Regions from separate parts of the Oryctolagus cuniculus genome. Here region 1 is linked to region 2. Evidence: chromatin contacts called from public Hi-C data. All regions are on one chromosome and are shown on one strand. Each heading gives the region's core, a stretch centred on a gene start, on an enhancer-like site or on the middle of the called end of the contact. The rest is flanking DNA. Distances are from core to core; before and after follow the strand shown. Region 1 has its middle 230 kb from the start of GSDMC. Region 2 has its middle 420 kb from the start of MYC.

What was found. A called contact is a pair of places that touch in the nucleus more often than the background predicts.
Region 1: a Hi-C map of embryonic fibroblasts shows a contact between it and region 2, with 4 times the contacts expected there. The contact joins two enhancer-like sites. A contact is called at or near these places in 2 of 6 Hi-C or Micro-C datasets (embryonic fibroblasts and skin fibroblasts).

What each region holds. Positions count from the first base shown.
Region 1 is chr6:155,289,337-155,294,519 of mOryCun1.1, reverse strand. No RefSeq gene overlaps it. Among named protein-coding and RNA genes, the nearest start is that of GSDMC, 230 kb to the left of the region's middle. Within about 2 kb of position 1,694, at least 1 of the 8 cell types and tissues checked has an H3K27ac peak or open chromatin away from gene starts, as enhancers often do.
Region 2 is chr6:153,865,007-153,870,237 of mOryCun1.1, reverse strand. No RefSeq gene overlaps it. Among named protein-coding and RNA genes, the nearest start is that of MYC, 420 kb to the right of the region's middle. Within about 2 kb of position 3,732, at least 3 of the 8 cell types and tissues checked have an H3K27ac peak or open chromatin away from gene starts, as enhancers often do.

The DNA of each region.
Region 1 (5,183 bases), core at 445-2,944, 1.4 Mb before region 2:
ACATGTGTGTCTCCTGTTCCAGGCAGCCTCCAGCACTGTATCTGACGGATTGTTCATGTTTTATACCTCATGAATGACTTGCAGTGTTATCACTGGAATGGAAGCATGTCACTTTAAGATTTTTGCTGATCTTCAATAACCAAGTCTCATGCATTACAAATTAAAGTCTTTATGGGCATGGTTTGTCAGTAATATTTGAAACTAGGGATAAACTAATGGGATCATTTTGAATCTTCCATTTCTTTATTACAAGATTCAACCTGAATGTACTTTGTGTAGACAAAAAAGATCTAGAGGTGAAAGAGAATTTTTCATTGACCTTAAGAAGGTGAGGATCTTGTGGTGTATATAGGTAAGTACAATCTGTAACAAAAATGGAAGCAAAAGTTGAAAAACTACAGCAACAGAAACAGTGAGCAGTCCATTAAGGAAAGTGTGCATAGGAATGGTGTGGGCACAAACAAATGGAAAGTTTATCACAAATTCATTTTCAATTTGCATTTAATCCTGATGTTTATTTGGAGGATCTACCTTTTCCTTTTCATGCAGTCATCAGAATATAACACACAGTTTTCTGCATAATGGCTTGCAAGCTCCAGGAGGGCAGTAGTTTGGCACTGTATCATCAGTACTTTGCTTAGCAGAGTCCTTGGCACATAGTAGGTGCGGAATGCACACTTGTAATAATAAGCTGTGATACAGGTCTGTAAAGGGAAGATTGGTGCAATGCCTGGTATCCTGGAGTGCATTCTTGCTTATGGGAAAGGTATTTCCTTTCCAGTTTAAGTGTCTTGAACTTTAAGTCTCCGCGTTGGCACTTTTCAAAAGCTAAGGGATTCTTAGACCATAAGCACAATTCCAAATGTACAACCATTCCCGGCAACTGAAGGAGCACCCGTGAAAGTCAAAGGGGCTTTCTCCAAATGGACCAGATTTATAGCGTGAGAAGAGCTATATGAATCTAGGCCAGAGGCCAAGGGTTCTCATTTATTCCATCGTTGGCAGGTGAGGTCCTCAACAAGTTGTAAAAAGTACTGACTTCTACAAGCCTGCTCTTGAAAAATTCTGTGTATCCCCCTCTCTGTCACTCTGCTCTGGTGTCGGACTGCTTTAGGCATAAGTCAGTTCCTTGGTTCCAGAGGCAACAGGGGGCATTATAAGAATGGCTCTGCCATCTAGCACTGCTACTTTCTTGCTGTGTGGCCCTGGTTGGCTCACTTTTCCTCTTTTGGCTGCAGAATGAGGGGGAGGGGCCCTCTGATGACGACTCAGTTTAAGTGTCCAGGAAATTGGAGCCCAATCCCCGAGTGCAAGGCTTGGCTCAGCTACTTTTTACTGGCTGTGATTTATCAGTGGACAAATTCACTCTGTACTGTTACAGGAAGGACTCTTCCTCCTTCCAGAGACTTGGCCTCATTGTCCAGATTGCGAGCTCCTGGCTATGTTGCAAGCTCGTTGAGGACAGAGGTTGCCTTGGACCCTGTTCCTGCAGGGCCTGGTTCATAGCAGATCCTCATCAAATGTTTGTCAGTGAAGGAATGAAGCTTTATCCTTGCAGGGTGCTTAGTGTGTTGTGGCTGAAGTCCCTGTGGGTGCCTGCCTATTCACTGGGGTCCTCTAGATGGCAGAATCAGCTCAATTTTGGACAAGAGTCAGTGCCTCTGGCCTGGGCCATGCTCCTGGGTGGAGTAGTTGATTGGAAATCCAGTTTCATCTAGCACACAGGGAATCCTCAGAATAGCAAGGCCCTGGAAATGCCAGCCAGCCAGAATGAATCTTTTCTTTTCCAAGGAGTTGATGGGTGTAGATTTGTCATCGCCCATCGCCTGCCTTCTGAGCTGGGAAAATAGAAATAGAAATGCTGGCCCTAAAAGAGATGGGGAAGGTGGAGAAAAGAAGGAGCTAATCCTTCTTACCACACATTATTGTGTGGCCTCACATAGATTTTTCTCATATAATTCTCATAACAACAGCCTAGGATAAGCTGTGTTTTTATTTCTGTTATGTAAATGGCATTAATGCATCTGATAAAGTCAAGCAACTATTTTGGCAGAGATGAATTACCAAGTAATGATCATGTGACTTCACTGTCAGTTTTACCCCTGATCACCATTTTACATGGACAGAGGAAAGGTAAAAAAATCAAGGGTGTTGGTTAAGACTCTGATTAAAACCCCTGGGTCTTACACTGGAGTGTCTGGATTCTATTTATGGCTGATTTCTGACCTCAGCTTCCTGTTAATGCGGACCCTGGGAAACAGCAAGTGATTGTTCAAATAACTGGGTCCCTGCCAACCACATGGGAGACCTGGGTTGAATTCCTGGCTCATGGCTTCTGCCCAGCTGGATCATTGCAAGCAATTGGAGAGTGAAACAACTGATGGGAACTCTCTCTCTCAAATAAATGAATAAATAAAATTTAAACAAAAATCAAGGGAGAGGGAAATAGAAGTTTTATAGTCCCAATTAATTATTTGGATGTGTGATAAGTTGGTAAGAGTTGTCAACCCTACACAGTAAGGTCTGCTTAGCCTGAACAAATGACCTCAAAGTATTGGCAAGATGGAGTTTTATGTGGCAGTGAAATTTTGTTGCAGCTTCCCGGGGGTCCATTCTACAGAACACAGTTGACTACAGAATATGGATGCCTTCTGGCATGGGAAACTCTTGTCTGAAATGGGCTCATTTTCTCTAAAACAGATTTCCAGTTTTTTCTCTTGCATATATTTTAGAGCTGGCTGGCAATTTTGGGAGAAAGTTGGCTGGGAAAATTCATCATGCTTTTATTTAACAGATATTTATTGAGCTCCCATTGTGGTTTGGACCCTGTTCTGTCAAGCATAATCCATGCAAAGTTGAAGCATATGGAAGCCCTTTTTTAATAAAAGGAGAAATTGATACATATGCAGAAATAATTAGAATTTAAGATAGAAAATGCCAAGAAACTTGAACAAATTTCTGAATTTTGAGGTAAAAGAAATTATGTATTTTCAAATAAGGGGCTCTGGGAAAGCTTCATGGAGGAGGTGATATTTGAGCTGGACCTTGGCCTTCTAGATTACATGGAATAAGGATATTCAGTGTTCAATCAAGGAAGACAGGAAGAAGGGGGTAGGGACATAATGAAAGCCAATAAAGGCTGAAAAGCTAATGTTTGATGAGGAACAATGAGTCTTAGAGTTCACCAGGGTGTAGGAGAAAAAGAGAGCTGAAGTCAGGGAAGTGAGACTGACTTCACATTGGTGGGTCTTTCTATGCCACATTCCCCTCTTAGCATCATTACATTTCTCATTGTCCTTTTGCTTTTTTGCTTTATACATTTGATACATTTGTTATTAGGTGCATGAAAATTCAGAATTGCTATATCTGGTAAACTGATCCTTATATCATGAAATATGCATCTTTTAAAAATATTTATTTATTTGAAAAGCAGAGAGAGAGAGCACGCGTGAATGAGCTAGTTCTTATACCTGCTGGTTCATTCTTCATATGGCTGTGAAGGCTGGGGCTGGGCCAGATTGAAGCCAGGAGCTAGGAACTCCAACCAGGTCTCCCACATGGGTGTCACCGGCCTGAGTACTTGGACTACTTTGCACTGCTTCCCCAGGTGCACTAACAGGGAGCTGGATAGAAAGGAGTAGCTGCGACTTGAGCTAGCACTCCAGTATGGGATACTTGCATTGCAAATGGCTGGCACTGAAATATACTTCTTCAAATAATGCTTCCAATCTTAAAGTCTATGTTGGTTGATATTTGGTATAAACCAGATTCCTGTTGTTGAGTTTTTGCTTAGCTCATCTTTTAAAATCCTTTGATTTTAAACTTTTCAGCATTCTTATGTTTAAGGACAGGTAAGTAGCCTATAGGCTTTGCTTAGCCTGACAATGTGTTTTCTAATTGGAGTACTTAGTTTATTTGTCTTAAGTATGATTACTGATAATTTTGTGGTTTTGACTTACTATTTACCACTTCTTAATGTTTATTTCCTGCTCTGTTTAGAAATATTCAAGTATTTCTAAACTATATTTCTCATCTTTATTAGAATGAGTTATATATTCTCATGTGTTTATCCTAGACATTATAAGATTGATCCTAAATTTATGAAATATACCACAAAGTAACATTTGTACCATCTCTTAAACAGTACTAGAATCTTAAATATTTTAAATTCGTTTATTTATTGCTTTAAAAATATTGATTACAGGGGCTGGTATTGCGGCACTGCAGGTAAGGTTGCCACCTGTCATGCAGCATCCCATATGGCTGCCAGTTCAAGACTAAGCTGCTCCACTTCCAGTTTAGCACCCTGCTAATGCACCTGGGACAGCAGTGGAGGATGGTGCAAGTACGCAGGCCCCTGCACCCATGTGGCAGACCCAGATGAATATCCGGGCTCCTGGGTTCAGCCTGGCCCAACCCTGGATGTTGTGGCTATTTGGGAAGTGAACCAGTGGATGGAAGATCTCTCTGTTTCTCTCATTTTCTCTCTGTAACTCTGACTTTAAATAAGTAAATATATAAAAATATATAAATTATAATATCTTATGTATTCTATTAGAATTATTCATTTGATTAGTGGGGAGAGAGCTGATAGCATTAGAGGGCTAAGGCTGGGCTGGGGCCAAAGTCAGGAACTGGGAACTCAATCTGGCTCCTCCACATGGGTTGTACAAACACAATTAGTGACAGGTCTGCAGTGACAGGAAGCTGGAGGCAGGAGCTGGAGTCGGATATTGAACCTTGGTATACCTATGTAACATATAGGCATCTTTTCTTTTTTTTTTTGAAAGAGTTACACAGAGAGGTAGAGACAGAGAGATAGGTCTTCCATCCGCTGGTTCACTCCTCAGTTGACCAAAACTGGTCGTAGCTGTGCCCAATCTGCAGCCAGGAGCTAGGAGCTTCTTCCAGGTCTCCCACATGGGTACAGGGGCCCAAGGCCTTGGGCCATCTTCTACTGCTTTCCCAGGCCACAGCAGAGAACTGGTTCAGAAGAGGAGCAGCCAGGACTAGAACCGGCACCCATATGGGATGCCAGTGCTTCAGGCCAGGGCTTTAACCCACTGTGTCACAGCGCCAGCCCCCTGTATAGGCATCTTAACTACTACACTAAATGCTTGTTCCAGGTATTTTCACATTGTAAATAAAAAATGGATTTTTTATATAGTTTCTTTTCATTTACA
Region 2 (5,231 bases), core at 2,483-4,982:
TGAGAAGCTTCAAATTACAATTATCCTCACAATCCCTGCACACCAGCCCCCAAGCACCAAATGTCCAAGTATGCATTGAATGTAGCTTACTTTCCCTTAGGTTTTGACTTTGAACTCACAGAGATGTCAATTAACAGCCTAAGACTTTGAATCATGAACTATTGTCAAGCTAGTTTGTATTGCACTTATGTTTTTGCTGTTGATCTAAACCAAAGCAAAATCCTTCCATTCAATTTCATCCCCATTGCTTCAGCCAGATTTAATCCCTCCATGTCTCTTCTTGTAGCAATCGCTCAAATCTCTTTTTAAAATTGCCAAAATCTTAATATCTTCATGTATTTCTGTACCATATCTGATATAAATAAGAACTTGCAATTAGATTAGTCCTAACTGCAGTTATAGGACAGGAATTGCCACGTTTTCTAATCTTCCTGCCTATTCTGTGATAGCCATCAGTGCTGGGTACATAGCTGGTCCTTAGCTACCACAGAAGTGATACAAGAATGAATCAATAGTCAATACAGCAATGGAGTAAATCCAAGGCTCTTCAATTTCTTTGCTTTTTTACAGTAGAATTCTGTTGCAGTTGATTTCTCAACAATGTTGCAGTGGATTCGTTTCTGAGAGGAAGAGTGTGGTGGGGACAAGAGGCGTGGAGTCACCACACAGACCCCGGGAGTCGGGTGAAAGCAGGCTTGAGGCAAGCAGCACGCAGACTCATTTATTTCAGTTGGTACAACATCTTATATAGCCAAGACCAGCCAATCCGGTCAAGGGGCGGTCTATGCCCTAACCAATCACAGCCTGTTGCCAGGCAGTTTCCAAAGCCATCCAATCACAGCCTATTGCCAGGCAGGCTCTGTTGCCAGGTGGTATTCAAAGCCATCCAATCACAGCCTGTTGCCAGGCAGGCTCTGTTGCCAGGTGGATTTCAAAGCCATTCCTGAGTAACTGACGCTCACTTGCCAGTGGCCACCTTGGCATGGCCTTCTCATTCCACCACAGAGTTCTTTTTTTAATGAAATATTGTATGAAAATCTAACATGAGAAGCAAATAAACATGGGATTACATTAGCTGGAAGAAGGGGGCATTCCTGAGTTCTTCCTGTTCAACTTTTCCCATTCCAATCTCCTCTAAAGTATCTGAGATCTTCCCAGATGCCATAGAATAAAACTAAAAAAACACAAGATGAAGCTAACATTTTTAAAACTTTGGCAAACATAACCCAAAACAAGAAGTGTATTTTACATTGTGACACAGAGCACACATACTTCAGATAACTGAAACAACTATTTCTCCACATTATTTCATCTCCAGTACAATTCCCTCTGATATTTTCCATTCTATTTACTTCATTTTTCAAATGTTGGTCATGAACTACTAAATTGAGTTTATAACCAACTAAACAAATCCAAATCATGCCCCATAGTTAGAAAGCATCAGATATGAAGACCCACTGGAGAAGTCTTCTAACTTTTTCAACTTTTCAACTCTATTGGTCTATGATTCTATTGTTTCTGTATCCTCAATTTCCACTGCTTATTCTCAGATTTGAGGAGACAGTAGTGATGGACACTATCTAAAAGAGTGTAAGTGACTTGAGGACACTAATAAAATCAACAGATCAGACTTTAAGGAGACTCCACTCTGGAATCAGATTATCTGTTTAAATCTCAGTTGAGCCAACTGTAGCCTGGATTACAATGGGGACAGATTAATTATTCTGGTTGCATGTTGATATTCACCTCTTCCAAAATTGACATCTAATAATTGGTATCTACCCTACGGGATCATCAATAGCATTAAACATGATAATGTATCATGAACTTAGCATAATAACAGGAACAGAGGAAGTACTCAAATATCCCTAATATTGACAGGAGAGTGGATGGCTGGGTTTTTTCCAAAGGAGTAAGCTCAGTTACTAAAACCAAAGATGTATAAACCTCTGTTCCCCAACTCCTTACTCTCTTTTAATAGTCAGGGATTGTTAATGGGTTCAAATTCTTGCTCTGCCACTTAACAGTTGTGTGGTCTTAGATGACTCACTTACACTTTCTGAGCCTCAGTATCCTCCACTTTGTAATGGGCACAACAAAAACTTATCATCTGATAGGGTAAATAAATGATTAGATAATTAATGCAAAACACCTGACACAGTACCTGCTTTATGGTGAGTGCTCAATACAAAGGGGAGAATCAGAGACAGAAATACCCTAACAATAGCTAACCACTGCCCTTCCTCAAGAAAGACAAATTTCTTCGAAAAGACACTGCTCATATTTTTTGAATTATTGAAGAATAATAATTTGTTTAAGAAACAGCCAATTACAATAAAGTCATACTAGTTAACTCGGCTGTGACCTATTGTTCTAAAATGCAAAGCCCTAGTAAGAAGCTCCAGTAATATGAAGTCATAAAATTCAACACTGTTTTGTGGATGTGCATGTATGTGCAAGTATACATGTGTTACAACTGTTTGGTTCAGCAAAACAATGCTTTTTGTGTGCCATGCAACATGCTGAGGTCACAGGATAATCAAGACAAGTTCCCGCCACCAAGAAATCGATCTGCAATCAACCCCAGCAAGAATCTGTTTTGTATCTCAATGTCTATTTCTCTCAACTTCTCTCATTTTTAATTGAGTATTTTCTATGCAGTGGACACTATGCCACATGTTTTATACATATAACTTCACCTAGTCCTCATGGCAAGCTTTGTTAGTTCTATTTCATAGTTGATACCTGATATCATAAAACTGCTCAGAGGCAGAGCAAGAATGTGGACTCAGATATCCTTACCAACACCTACATCCTCTGCAACCTCCCAATTCTATTCCCATGGATAAACAAATGTAGATATAAAGATCACCAGATATAAAATGTCAGCTACATGTGCCATCATAACAACACAGGGTAGGAGTTACAAAATGGGCTTCAGACATGCCAGATCTGAGTTTGAATTCTTGCTCTACCTTTTAATAGTAACTGTGAAATTTAAGAGATAGAGACAGAATTGAATGAAATCACTCTATTATAGGAAGTTTGGGTAAATGCAAATACACACATCATAGACTCAATGCTCAAAGGTGCCTTAGATGACATCTAATTTAATCTCCCTTGCAGCAGAAAAAAAGTCAACCTTGGGTGGAAAGGAGAGTCCCCAAGGTTGCCTTCCTGTGGTCATCAGCAGCCAGGGGTCTCAGACCCCCAACTCTGCACTCTTTCTAGCACTCCATCCCAGAACACAGAACACCTCTCTCTACAAATATGCCCAAGGTTTCATGTGGTTACTCGTGATGTCAAAGAAAATGGCCACCCCAGCTAAGACAGATTCTTGCCAAGTAAGAAAGTTCTCATCCTGAGATTTTCCTCTATCTGCTCATTTGTGGAGGTCAAAAGAAGGGCAGAAGAATGCTCTCATGGCTGGGCTCCTGGCCTCTACACCCAAGAATGCAGTGGAGGTTTAAATAAATCAGACTGCAGGCAAGAATTCAGACAGGCTCTCCCACATGTTCTTGGTTGCTTTTTTTTTTTTTTTTCCTTTTTCCTAGTGAATATCATCAGCTGTCTTGTTGCTAAGAGACCAGAGTGGGTGGGAAAGGCCAATAGTCATTATTTTTCAAACTTATCTGCAAAACCAGTTTTGCCTGTGCTCCCCCCCAGGGGTTCGGCTTCCTTAAGAACAGGATATTACAACGAGGCAGATGGAGAGAGTGAGACTACACTTTTTCGAGAAATGAACTGAGCTTTTCCTGGACGTTCAGTGTCATCCAGCAGAATCCTGGGAGCTGCCAATTACAGGTCTGATGCAATGTTTGGGAAAGAACTGCAGAGTACACATGACTCAACAAAATATTCTGATTTGCATTCCTATCTCTTGGGAAGCTGCACTTATCGGCACCAACAAGTGTTATGTGGTCAGCAAGAATGCCGGGCTAAGTTTGTCATCGGAGAATTAAAACGGAATAAAAAACCGAGAAGGGGTTGTAGGGAGGTGAATGTTTGAGTCACTATCAGCCCGGGACTTTCCTTTTCGGTAGCATTCCAATCGGACAGACCTGAACCTGGCAGAGCCGTCCCATTGCTCAATGTCAGAAACATTCGCCTGGAATGTGGAACATATGAACTTGGACACCCCCCGTGCAGCTTCCCTGTGTGGCCCAATGTGCTGCACCCACCAACAACATACCCAGATGAAAGAACAGCCTCTGACCCAGAGCTGGGCTTGGTTGGGAGGTGGCACATTTCACACAAAGGAAGTCAGGGACACAAAAGGTGAGACACAAAACAGCAGCGTTCTTCCTCCAAGGTCTTTATATAGGCACTAATGAGACACGTAGAGCTGGAACATAGGTCCTTGGGAAGTGGTCCGTGTGGTTTTTTTTCTCTTAAAAGAAAGCAAGAATGTGAATTAACACTTCCTCTTTCTGTGTTTGTACTTGGCAGTCTGAGACAGGAAAAACAAATAAACAAAACAAACTCTGCTTCAATTGCTTATTTCCCAAAAACTTTAAGAGCTGATATTTATGGACATCAAATTCTCCATCAGCCTCTGTTCAAAGAACACCAGAACCCCCTCAGACAGCCAGGGTCGCAGTCCTTGTCATACTAGAATGAATGAGAACATAACTCAGAACACCAAGAAGCCCAGTGTGTTCCAGAGCTTGGAGTCCCAGCCAGTCAAGAACTGATCATTGGCAGAGCATGCTAGATAATCATATACCCACCCCATCCCCTCCCCGCAACCTCCAAAACCCATACAGCAGAAAGGAAGGCATCCAAATGAGGCGCTATCAACACCAGGTAATAATGGAGTCAAGTTCAGTGTCTCTCCCCCTCTTCATGGAGGAATGACACTGGACCCTGCCTAGGCTTCATATCCGAGTCACGGCACCATTATGTCGCTCCCCGTCTTCGTGGAGGAACGATACAGGACCCTGCGCTGTTCTTTCGTCTGCTCGGCCCTCCCCGGGTTTGCTGCTGGTTCTTCCCGGGTTGGCTACCGTCCCTTCCACCTCCGTGGAAGGGCGGTTCCCCCTGGCCACTTTCCCCACTTCCGCGGGGGAGTGGCATACCGCCGGCCGGCTCTCTCGGGGGCTGCACAGGTGTTCCTTCAGATAGATGTTCCCCTTTGATGTTCCTGGTGCATGTTGTCTCTCTCCTCCTTTATAGTCCTCTTCCACCAATCCCAACTCGGCTGCCCACACGCCGAGTACGCTGCTCTCCTC